Linked DNA regions of Mus musculus: region 2 is linked to region 1. Evidence: chromatin contacts called from public promoter capture Hi-C data. All regions are on one chromosome and are shown on one strand. The core of a region is the stretch at or near the end of the contact, and the rest is flanking DNA. Distances in the headings are between cores, read along the strand shown. Region 1 holds the start of 3300002A11Rik (RIKEN cDNA 3300002A11 gene). Region 2 overlaps Efcab11 (EF-hand calcium binding domain 11).

What was found. Promoter capture Hi-C pulls out the DNA fragments that hold promoters and counts their contacts.
Region 2: a contact with region 1 is called in a promoter capture Hi-C map of liver. The contact joins the enhancer-like site here to the promoter of 3300002A11Rik in region 1. A contact is called at or near these places in 6 of 39 promoter capture datasets (the C10 cell line, cranial neural crest, frontonasal cranial neural crest and 3 more), 1 of 15 datasets of contacts at CTCF or cohesin (the NIH/3T3 cell line), 2 of 484 Hi-C or Micro-C datasets (bone marrow-derived macrophages and cerebellum), 4 of 115 datasets of contacts at active chromatin or transcription factors (bone marrow-derived macrophages, embryonic basal ganglia, embryonic fibroblasts and 1 more) and 1 of 9 other capture datasets (embryonic stem cells).

Annotation. Positions count from the first base shown.
Region 1 is chr12:99,339,394-99,342,629 of GRCm38.p6, reverse strand. 3300002A11Rik (RIKEN cDNA 3300002A11 gene) reads right to left here and starts at 1,599. Exons shown (of 3, transcript NR_166805.1): 1 at 1,405-1,599. It overlaps Foxn3 (forkhead box N3), which reads left to right. Exons shown (of 6, transcript NM_183186.2): 3 at 1,096-1,208. RefSeq lists an enhancer at 1,359-3,236.
Region 2 is chr12:99,860,155-99,863,390 of GRCm38.p6, reverse strand. All of the region lies in intron 3 of Efcab11 (EF-hand calcium binding domain 11), which reads left to right. Among named protein-coding and RNA genes, the nearest start is that of Efcab11, 22 kb to the left of the region's middle. Within about 2 kb of position 1,735, at least 5 of the 459 cell types and tissues checked have an H3K27ac peak or open chromatin away from gene starts, as enhancers often do. A contact at or near this core is called in liver, where this site is marked.

The DNA.
Region 1 (3,236 bases), core at 350-2,849:
GACTAGGAAAATTCTTCAAAGATTTTTTTTTTTTGGAATGGCTTAGATTTAGTGGTCCTTCCATGTGATCTCCTTGTAATTTGCTGCCTCTCTGTGTTAGTTTAAAGGTTTTCATGTTTGCTTTTCTCAATGTTGGAAGACACCACCAGGCTTTGTAGAGGAGAGTGAGGGAAATTACAAAGGAAGCATGGGTGGGGTGGGACTAGGTCATTTAGCTTCTTTTCGTTCCAAATCCGTAAATATTTACTGTTGACCTTCTCAAATGGTTTGGGTACACTGACCCAGTTGAAAGCAGGGCAGGCGAGAGCAGCTGTTCCCCACCCCCACCCACTGTTAAAGCTGATCTCAGACCAATTGCCTCCAGCCAGCCCAAAAGTGGCCTTCAGGGAAAGCTGCCCCCTTCCCCCCAGGGAACAGTTTTAGCCAATTTACACTTTTAAAGTGTGACCTCTTCTAAAGATTCCTAGAGACAAGAGCAGATTGCTGTGAACTGAAGGACACCCCCCCCCCATAAAAATAAAAAATACTTTGAATTCTGGCTTAGGTTTGCTATTGTTGCCAGGTCTTTTGTTTCTGAGGGGAAGGTAATTATAAATTCCATTCCAAGCATAAATGTTCTTTTGTGAGCAAGGGGGACGGGATACCAAAAACAATGAGTGGATTACGTTTCCATTTTTGTAAGATCGTGCCAAGATAATGTGGTTTAAAACAGCTGGGGTTTTTAGAGCAGAGATGGAGCTTCGAAAGGTCTTCTCAGCGCCCATGAACGTCAGCCAAGTTAGAGACTTCTGGACGAGTCTGAATATTCCTCCAGATTCATACTGAGAAATAAGGGATTTTGGGTTGGGGGTAGTTCAGATTTGACAGTCATGTTATTGCATCAACATAATCTGGTAGCTACATGTTCATCTGACCTCATCTACTCGGGGCAAAGAGGAGCAGAGAGCATTTAATGGTGTCCTGTTGTCAGCCTGAGAAATCATTAGCAAATGAACAGGAAACTTTGGAGAATAACTACAATATAGCCCTGTATTTGCCTACCACAAAATTCTCTGTACTGTATTAATATGTTTTCATTTTAATTTTTCTTTGCAGAGTATTGGGAAAGGGTCATTGTGGTGCATCGACCCAGAGTATAGACAAAATCTAATTCAGGCTCTGAAAAAGACACCTTACCACCCACCTCCTACTCCTCAGGCTTATCAAAGGTAAGTGACTCGCACTATCGGGGGTTTTTGTTTTCTTAAAGTCTCCTGGAATTTTGTTATTTTAGCAGAGACAGTCTCTAAAACTAATTTAGTAGGCCGTATGAATGTTTTAAAAATAACTACAGACTAATGGGAAAAAGAATTAAGTCTGATGAGGAGGCACATCCATTGGCTATGCATTTCCTGGGAAGCTTACCGCTTCTGTAGCTCCGACTGAGCGGGTGTGGCTCCGGAAGGGCTCCTGGTAGGTAAATAGCGTCTTCCTGGGTAGAATCGGTTACAGAGGAAAGTGGACAGCTTTTCTATCTCTGCGGGTCACGCTTTGTTGGAATAAGAGCGGTGAGGCACACAGGTGATTCCACCTTCCCATGGCCTGCCTCTAGAGATGTGGAAAGAAGGCAGGCTCGGTTGTTGTCATCCGGTTTCCATGTCGACAGGCTCCTGAGTGATGGGTTTGTTGTGGTTACTAAGTGTTTGTCTTGAGAACCATGGCCACTTTCCCTCCTCACGTGTCTGGCTGTCATGAGACTGAGGTCATGAGTGCATTTTTACAAATATACAATGGGAGGGGTGTTAGGTAGATTGTCACAGTTTAAAAAGCATGTCAGTGCTAAGTTAGAAGAAAGGGCCTTACAGAACAAAGAGCCGGATTTCAACCTGTGGATGGAGTCTTAGCTCTTCACGGTGCTTGTCATCAGGCCCACTAAGAAAGTTTGAAAATTACTTTATTTAAGTGTACAGCTGTTTCACTTTCATTTATGTCTGTGTAGCATTTGAATGCTTGGTGACTGTGGAGGCCAGAAGAGGGCATTGCATCCCCTGGAACTGGAATTACAGGCGATTTGAGCCACTGTGTCAGTGCTAGGAATTGAACCTGGATCCTCTGGAGGAGCAGCCGGTGCTCTTAGATCACTAAACCATCTTTCCAGTCCCCTACCAAGAAGTTCTAGAAGGCATGTAGCAGCATTTCCTTTGTTAACTGGTTAAGAGAAACTGCCAGTGGAGTAGACATTTATGTTAATTGGGAATGGCCCGGTGTCAGAAGGCTGGGGAATTTTACAGTCCACTTGCAGATTTTTCTGTTCTGATGTTTATTCTGCAGGAGGGCACACAGAGTGAGCCTTCCAACGTGGCATTAATGAAGTTCTTGTGCGTTCCATCACAGACCCTAGACAATCAGTCTCCGGCAAGAGACGGGAGAAGCAGCTGGGCTCTATGAGAAGACTGCTGTATGTCTGCCTTTGCTAGGCGATTAGCGTGATGGTAGCCATAGTAACTGGAGTGTCTCCATAGTAACGCGTAGCTGAGACAGGTGCACTTGCATCACAAGGCTGTTTGTTGCCTGGCAAAAGGACAGGCCATTAGTACTTAGACATAAGCTGTTGCCTTAGAAACAAATAACCCTACATAGCAACTACAGTTGGTTCGCAAGGGTATTTTTGGGGGGCTGGGGGAAGGAAGGTTGTAGCTGCTTTTGTCTGTGTTCATAAAAATCAGTGGAAGCATACTTTATTTGAAATGACAACTCGAGGTCATATAGCTGTAGGAGGAAGAGATGGGATTTTCCAGAGCAGCCTAGCCTACATTGTAGGAATGTCCAGAAGGGGAGAGCCATATGCCTGCCTCTCTTCTTGTGATGGTAGCCATTCCTGAAATAGAAGCTGGGATTGGGGTTAGAGAGTTGCTTTTTTATGGGGTTGGTGGGGAGCCTGGCACTAATTATTGCAATACTGTCGATATTCAGTTTCCAAGCCCACCCCACTAGTTTCTCTAGTTTCTCCCTTAGAAGTATGTCACACCCGTTTGCTTCTAGCAAGTTAAAAATGTAAGTGTTATTCACTGGGTCGTGTCATTGGTTCATTTAGGCCAGTGCCTTGTTGCCAAATGTGACCCCCAGGGAAACACTGCAATTATTTAATAATTTGAAGGATTATAATAGAACTCTGGGGGTAGCAAGTAGAATACACACAGGCCAGAGGTATTGTGAGCTGGCTGTAACCTAATGACTTCTCTAGAGTCTTAGCACGG
Region 2 (3,236 bases), core at 486-2,985, 520 kb before region 1:
CCACTCTAAGGCTGGCCGTGGAGACGGCATGTTAGGCTGTCTGCTCTCTAAGGCCTTCTCCTGCACACTCTCAGACTCTTCCCCTATGGCATTTCCTCTTAGATCTCTGTCTCTCTCCTTGTAGCAACTCTGTCCCAACGCACACTCTCCTCTTAGATCTGGATAGCCCAATCTTTCATGCCTCCAGCTATTAAGAAAGTATCCTTCTCAAACCAGAATTCCTTGGAGTCCTGCTCCCTCCCGCACCATAAGAAGTATAGTGTGTGATTGGAGATGGCCCCTGTCCATCCACATTCACTGATCTCACGGAGCTGAGCACTGGAAAGGTGGTTAAGGGCCAGTGTGCCGAGAAGGTGGAGGCTTTAACTTGCTGAGTAAGGCAGGACTTGGCACTGTTAACACCAAGACCTTAGATGCATTATGGTCAGGAGATGTGTGTAATGAAAAGGTAATGACTCCTGTCTGTGTTCATAGGAATAAGATGTCTATTCTGCTGCAACCTGTTTTTACCTCGTCTCCTTCCCAGTGACAGAGAAAAGCTCCGTTTCTTGTGACATAGACCCTGTTCTCGTTATTCCACTTCTCTGCAGGCAGGTGGAAGGACGCGTCAGTCCTCTGCATGTCCCTGTGCTCTGACAGCCCAGCATGTTGATGTCACCTGTCACTTTGCTTTCTGGACGTACAGTCCTTTTATACAAACACATTATACCCCCAATCATGGCCTCTAAAACTCAGAGTCTGAATTTTATTCCTCAGACTAGAGAAGGCTTACATTATCCCTTTTTTTGTTAAAGGCCACTTCATCCTTTTAAGCCCTTGGTTTTAGGCATTTCGGTCCTTGGGAAAATGAATGTATGGTAGAGTGAGCATGAACCTTGCTTTCTTTGCTAACCCTGGGACCAGCCTTACAGTCAGGTAACCCGGCATTCTTACTGTTTTCTCCTTCGCTGTCCCTGGGTTTATTGCCGTTTCTAATTTGAGCTCCCTATGATAGCCAGACACCAGACTGCTTCATTTTCAAGAGGATTTCTCTGCATACACTGACCCTGAAGCTTAGAACTGTGAACCACAAAAAGATATACATAATGGAACTTTCAAAGAAAAAAAAATGTTGATAGTTTTATTCGATTTTTTTGAATACTTATTCACCCCTGTGGTGAAAGCTGATTACCCTCCTAGGAAGCAGCTTTTCACAAAGTAGGGGGGAAAAATCACCTTTTCAGTCTCTTTCTATATGGCATATCTGTATCACACATATTAAGTAGTTTGGGAAGCAAAAATAAATACATATCTTCATTATAGAACATGAAAAGCGTTCTTTTTTTTTTTTCCTGAGGATAGATAACAAAACGGAAGGACGTATTTTCCAGTTGTGTAGAAAATGCCCAGACTTACATTATCAGGAAGGATTTGTAAAAAGCATTGGAGTTTATGATGGTCTGGATCGTAAATGTTCTTCAAAGACTGTGTATTGACAGCTGGGTCGCCAACCTGTGACACTCCTGGGTGGGGGTCGGGGTGGTGCTTTAAAAGGTAGGGCCCAGTCCAAGGAAATTAGCTGTGTCCTTGAAGGGGACACTGGGGCACTTGTGTCTCCTTTTTATATATCTGACACTGTCAAAGGGACAGTTTCTCCCATCCTGGACTCCAGCCATGGTGACAGGACCCAGGGGTCACTGACTGAGCTCTCTGAAACCAGAGGCAAAGAGCAGCTCTGCCTCTCCTGGATTCTTTGCCTTTTATTTTTCACCATGGCAGGAAGCTGACAGTAGCTAAGCCGTGAGCCTCAGGCTGGCGGGCGTCCTGTGAGGCCACTCCCAGCGACACTCTGAACAGGGGAATGTGGGCACTGGCTTGTTATTTAAAAAGTCTGCAGAACACCGGTAAAGACCAGGTACACTGACAGATTGCCCACACCTCTGTAAGACCTGTTAGTGAACACAACTAAACAGCCAGACCCTATAATTGGTGGTGCCACTGGTGGTGTGGCCCTGATTTGCAACTCCAGTGGCGTGTATGTAGGTAACTATAAGTGGAGCAGTGTACACAGAGAACTCAACATTGTGTTTCAATTTAGAATTTTCTAGAATACACTCGTTAGCTCCCAGGCAGACACAGATAATGCATTGGATATGAGATTTGGCCTAAATGGAATTTTTGAGAGTCTGTGAAGCAGTAATTTCGGTTTGACTCTTGTGACAGCAGGTGGAGCTAGAAGTAAGAATTCTATTTCTAGGCCATTTAAAAGGCAGCAAAATCTGCAACCCTTACATCAGTGTATTTGTTGCAAAGCTTTAGAATAGTAAATTATTAAGTATTAGCTTTGGAGAGCAATTGTGGTATTGCAGAAGGAAAGCCGTGCTAAATGAAAATGTAGTCTCCAGAAAAAGGGCTTGTGTTTGGTTGTGTGTGGCCCTGGTAGACAACCTGAGGGCATGCTGTGGACCATGTATTTACATGGTTTAATGTGTACCCAGTGCCTCTGATCTCCACTGAGCTGAAAATATGAGGTATATGACTCTGGGGGAAAATAGTATGAAAAAACATGATTATTCATAATAGAGTTATTTGTGTTATTAGATTGTTTTTTTTTTCATTTAAGTGGTAGCAAACATACAATTTAAATATTTTTCCTATTTTAAAAAAACCTAAAGAACATTTGTTTTCTATACTATGATGACCTGCATACTGTATAACTCCAAGTGTGGATGTGTTATCTGAATATGTAATTAAACCGACAACAGCATTCATATGCTCCCTTTTCTTATGCATCACCCATTGAACCATACAGCTACACTCTGCCTCGCATCTCTCTGAGTGAGCTGCCATGATCAGAGCAGATCTTAGCCATTGCTTTCCTTCTCACCGAATGCTTTTTTTTTTTCCCCTAAAGCAATGGTTTATTTTACTGGCTCTGTAAATGAAAAGTAATTTGCTTTTTGCCATTACTTTTTGGAGTTAAAGATGATTCAAAACACACACACCTTAAATTTTTTTATTATTTATTTATGTTTATATCCTGACCAGAGTTTCCCCTCCCTTCTCTCCTCTCAGTATCCCCCTCCCTCATCCACTCCTCCTCCATTTCCCTTCAGAAAGGGGCAGGCCCTCACGGTTATCAGCAGCCATGGCATATGAAGTTGTAGTAAGACTAGGCACCTCCGCTCCTGTCAAGACTGGGTGGGGCAGTAGGAGGAAAGGGGCCCAAAGGCAGGCAACAAAGTCAGAGACAGCCC